Regions from separate parts of the Gossypium hirsutum genome. Here region 1 is linked to region 2. A link is a contact called in public Hi-C data. All regions are on one chromosome and are shown on one strand. The core of a region is the stretch at or near the end of the contact, and the rest is flanking DNA. Distances in the headings are between cores, read along the strand shown. Region 1 holds the start of LOC107939434 (putative pentatricopeptide repeat-containing protein At5g13230, mitochondrial). Region 2 holds the start of LOC107946184 (fasciclin-like arabinogalactan protein 9).

What was found. Hi-C and Micro-C count contacts between places; a contact is called where the count stands out from the background.
Region 1: a Hi-C map of leaf shows a contact between it and region 2, with 1.6 times the contacts expected there. The contact joins the promoter of LOC107939434 here to the promoter of LOC107946184 in region 2. A contact is called at or near these places in 2 of 34 Hi-C or Micro-C datasets (callus and leaf).

The regions. Positions count from the first base shown.
Region 1 is chrA12:88,512,616-88,515,315 of Gossypium_hirsutum_v2.1, forward strand. LOC107939434 (putative pentatricopeptide repeat-containing protein At5g13230, mitochondrial) reads right to left here and starts at 1,393. Exons shown (of 3, transcript XR_005906260.1): 1 at 1-1,393. LOC121211626 (small nucleolar RNA SNORD36) reads left to right here and starts at 803; the gene lies at 803-883.
Region 2 is chrA12:88,230,671-88,233,370 of Gossypium_hirsutum_v2.1, forward strand. It overlaps LOC107946184 (fasciclin-like arabinogalactan protein 9), which reads left to right and starts at 1,258. Exons shown (of 1, transcript NM_001327504.2): 1 at 1,258-2,436. The coding sequence starts at 1,501. The coding sequence ends at 2,235.

The DNA of each region.
Region 1 (2,700 bases), core at 143-2,642, 280 kb after region 2:
ACAAAAGAAATTGTGTTTCTCTCGGGCATTTCATCGAACAGAGTTTCAGCCTCGGACAATAATTCAGCTTTTACGTACACGTTCAAGAGAATGTTTGTAGCAAATAAGTCTAAGCAGTTACCCCTTTTTAGGATCTTACAGTGAAGACCCATAGCTGAAATGGGGTCATCGTTTTGGACACAACGTTGAAGCAAGGCACCATACATGTGAGAATCGAAATGTGAAGACGGTCTGTTTATGGAACTCGGGTTTTGCTGGGTCTGGTTTGCTGCTTGGGCTGAGAATCCACATAATGAAGAGCAAACAAAAGAGTTAATCTTTTGGTGCACAGCAGAAATATTAGACGGCCGCGGTGCTCTAGTGGTTAACAATCTGATCATGCAAGCGCCACTGCTCTGAAAGCAATGAGGAAGAAAGCGAAACGAGAAGAAAGAAGCAAATATACGAATGTAATGTTATAATTTATAAACCTACGAGATTTCAAGGAAAAAGAAACAGAGTTGTTGAATCAAATATGTGCATCTGACACTCGCACTCAAAAACAAAACAAGTCTATTACTACTATACTGCAGGCATGGTGGGTGAACCGGTGCGTTTCAAATTCAAAACATAAATGTTGTTGAAACGGCACCGAGCTAAAACGACGTCACTTTAATCTTTCCGTGGCAAATGGCAATTAGGGTTTCCAAGGCCCATTGTGCACTATATATACGGTGCTAATGGCGCTGCTGTTCTTCAACTTCAACTGTTGCTCTTTCTTTCTTTTTTGCTTTGTGCTTGGTGGATGGAGAACTAGAGATCTGAGCAAATGATGAATATGTTTATTATGTGCTGATACCCATCTGTGAGGCTTCATAATCGAGCTTTTTAAAACTGATGCTCAGATATCTCTTGGCCTCTCCTATCTCAATTCAACAAATCTAATCTGTTTTTAGCTTTGAAAATGATCTCAAATTTCGGTAAAAATAGAAATATTGTTGAAATCGTTCGGATTTGTTTTAAGTCTTGATGCGTAAGGTACCAAGTATTTGGTTTTTTTTCTTTGATTTTGGAATATAAAATGGAAAAGGAGTTTGTTTTTCATGTACTCAAAAAATTTAAATTTAATTCATGAATGGGATTGTTGCATCTCCAGACGCCATTGAAGTCGGATTTCCACTATTAATTCAACCAGTTTGTTCAAGAAAAGAAAAGCTTGTTGGTATAAATTCATATATTTTTAAACCCTAATAGAATCAATACAAATTTCTGATTTCTTATATTTTTATATTATAAAATAGCTATCAAAACTGTTTGTATATTCTTTTTTTTTAATTATTTTTATTTAACAAATGTAATTTTTAAAATTAAAAAAATAAAATGAAAAGTAGATTCTTTTCTTTTGGTACTTTACAAATTAGAGTTGAAGATTGTTGAACCTGACTGCTTAGTGACATGTCAAACAATGGACGTAATTATCACATAAAAAAGTAAATATATTAACATTAAGGTTTAAATATTTTTTGGATCTGAATTCTACAATTGGTTTAATCTTTTTCTTAATTTAAAATTAGCAATTATTCTTATATTACAGTTTTGATTTTTTTTAAGTTAATTCCTAATACTTTTTTCTGAAAATACTAGAGTTTAGTCTCAATATAAATATAATTTAAAGTTAAAGAATTAACTTAGGTTAAAAAAAAAACTCATACAGTTGCTTAGATTTTATTTTAACTTGAAAATAAAAAAATTTTAAACGAAAATAATTGTTAAATTCAAGTTTTAATAATTTTAAAAAAATTTAAAAATATTAGCCGAAATGGATTGGAATACACCCAAACTCCATTGAGATTCCATGTGTTGCGGATGGAGATGTTCTCGAACAACAATGGGAAGAGTGTCCATACTCAAGTGCAAGTAATGCCCAAATTCGTAGATGAAAGAGGCGACAAATGATGTTATTGCCAATGAAGATAGAGAAATGATATTACCTTGGCGCGTGCAGCCTGAGTTGAGGAACTAAAGGGACACTAAGAGGACTTTATGGTGGCTTCTACACTCCTTTTGGTCCTATAGGTATGTAACTCTAGGGTTAGTTCAAGATGGATCTAAGGAAAACTTGAAGGGCCAACAAGCTGCACGTCAAAGGGGCTACAAAGGAACTTTGTAGGGCTTGCAGGCTCCTTGGACTCTTTGAAGGGAAGTTGTCATGAATATTCAGGATATTGTTTAAAGGACTTAAAGTGGCAAGAAACCTTAGGAATGCAAGGGGTCTGTGTGGATGGTCAACACGGACTCTGCGAACTCCTATAATGTCATTACCCAAGGTTTTGTTGGTAGAGGGAAACCCTAAAAGGATGACTGAAGCTTGCAAGTCCTAAGCCTAAGGTTAACCCAAAACTCTAAAGAACATCATTAGTCACTACAATTTGGAGGGAACAATTTCCCTCATTTTTTCACGTTATCTAGTTTTGAAATTTTTATTTACTTTCATTTTAATTTTTAAAATTCTTTTACAAATAATTTCAAATTTTATCATTTTATATATAATTAGGATCAAATTGATAAAAAATATAAAAAAATTGAGGCCTAAAATTACAATTATATCAATTAAAAGGTGTCACTTAATAGATAGCGACAAAAATCAATTTGTAACTTTTTTAATTAAATGGCCAAAATAAAAATTTACTCATAATTTAGTGGTTAATGTTGTAATTTATC
Region 2 (2,700 bases), core at 8-2,507:
GTTTTAAGAAGAGCTAGTTTCTTACCTATTAATTTTATATATTAAATATAAATAAAATATAAATCAATACTATAGCATGGAGCTTGGTGGTTGAGGGTAAAAGTATAAAGAATATTAGATATAATTAATAATTTATCATTTAAAATTATACAACTTTCTTTTTGTTTTCCTTTATTTTCTTGTGAGTAGTTAAGAAAATTTTATGTTGGCCATACCTTCATTTTCTTATCAGTACGTAGTTAAGACGATGAATTTTTTTTTATCATTTAACATTTTTCTTTAAATTTTAAAATGTGTTTTAAAATATTTTCTTTTCGAAATTCTATTTTTTTTAAATTTAGAATTCTGTGTTTTATTTATTTATTTTAGAACATATTTTTATAATTTTTTTTAAAAAATTATGTCGGAAAATATAAAAAAAATAATGTTACGTAAACAAGGTAAGACTGATGATTAATTTACTTCAAATAAAAGAAGAAGGGTCAATATGAATAAAAATGTAAAAGTTAATGGATAAAACATCAAAATATTATTCTTTTACATGCAAAGTAATTTACCCATTTTTGGATAAAAAGACTACAATATAATGAAAGATATAGTGAATAGAATGCACGATAATTGTAGACTGCAATGATAGTAAATAAACATCCTTTCTTTGGACATATGAGCATGGAATATTGTGTACCTGTATTTAAGGAATATCCTAATCCCACGAGCCATGTTCTGGTGCCCAGACAGGCTGCCAGATGCTTCTTCCAAAAACCATTCAAATCAAACATCGACTACCAAACTGTCAGGCAAGCCCGACATGTATTGAAATTCAACCTCATTTCATATTGATCGTCTCATTCCTAAACATTAGCTATTCTCTGGGTTTGGTTTGGTCTATTTCTAGTCTAGGTTTTCATTTCAGCTTTAAATTAATTATCCCAAAATGACTCCTAGAATCTAGGTGCAAAAATAAGTGCTCGACTCATATGAAATGAAAACGCTGTCGCTCGCATACTAGCGCTACTAAATGACCAATTATTGCTTTGGACGAATGCAGCATGTGATTTGCCCTGCCAACACAATATTCTTCCATTTCCAGTGGTGGCCAACCGGATTGATTAGCTTAAGTGTCAATTGGTCCACTTCTGATTTCCTACCCATTTAATATTTGTTGCCAATGTTAAAAGAGTAAGGGATGAGGATAGCCATTAACCACCATCCGCTCTTTAAATAATACCTAAAATAGGCAACCACCCTGCCTGCTTCATCTATCAAAATTTCACAAAGTAAATAAAAAACAAACCCAAATTAAGGAATTCTTTTTTCTTTAAAACTCGTTTCATAATCCCATTATTGCTATGTTGCTGTATCAAAGAGGATTGTCTTGTTCAAGACTCTAGAGTGTAGCCAGCTCATTACAGCAAACTCCCACTCCCTACATCTTATCCCTTAAAATCCCCCCACTGGCTCTCTCCTTCACATATTCCTTTCCAACACAAACCTAAAGACATGGCTTCATCATCTCCTCTTTCTCCCATTCTCCTCTCTCTGTTTCTAGTATTCATTTGTGGGGTGTCAGCTCAAACGGCTCCCGCCCCTGCCCCCTCTGGCCCCTTGAATTTCACTGGAATCCTTGACAAAAATGGCCAATACACCTACTTCCTTCAGCTTTTGGCACAGACTCAAGTTGGGAGCCAAGTACAAACTCAACTCAAAACCACCACTGAAGGCTTTACCGTCTTTGCTCCCACAGATAATGCCTTCAACAACCTCAAACCTGGTACCGTCAATAACCTGGACCCACAACAGAAAGTACAACTAGTTCTATACCACGTTATTCCCAAATACTACTCCTTGAACGATCTCCAATTTGTTAGCAACCCCGTTAGAACCCAAGCTGGTGAGGATTTCGGCCTCAACGTAACTGGCCTGAACAACCAGGTTAACGTCTCAAGCGGGGTTGTCGAGACTCAGATTAACAACGCATTATATCAAAAGAAACCTCTGGCAATTTATCAAGCGGACAAGGTGTTGTTGCCTGAGGAGTTTTTTGAAGCTAAATCCCCAGCGGCTGCACCTTCACCGGCGACAAAGAAATCATCAACAGGGTCTAAATCGAACTCAAGAGCATCAGCAACCGCAGATGAGCCAGCTTCTGCTGATAATTCAGGATCAACCGGAAGGAATATGGGGTTGGGATTCGTTGTTGGGCTTGCATTGGCTTGCATTGGATTTCTCTCATGAGCGGATATATATGAAGTTTGTCTGCATTTTTTACTATAAATTTTCGTTTTTCAAATGGATCGATAAGGGTCTGATTGGTCGTTGAACATATTCTTGTTATCCACATTATTTGTATTTCCAGAATTTTTTTGTTGATTTTGCTTCTGCGCGCTGCTTGATGTTAATAATAATATATGTGAGTTTCTGAAAATGCTTTAATCTCCCCATCTCTCTTTTCCTACCAAATAGATCCCAGTTTAATATTGAGCATTAATCCTATAAAAATATAGGGAAGGATGTAATTATATATAAAGAAATGAAGTGTAAATACAGATGCTGAACGTGATTGGCACCTCATTTTGCATTATATTTTTCATCTACTTGATGACCATAAACCAGACTGATGGACTGAAATCTCGCTCCATCAGCTCTATAGTTTCAAAACTTATAATACCTCTTACTTCAAAAATTTCTCAAAGCCAATCA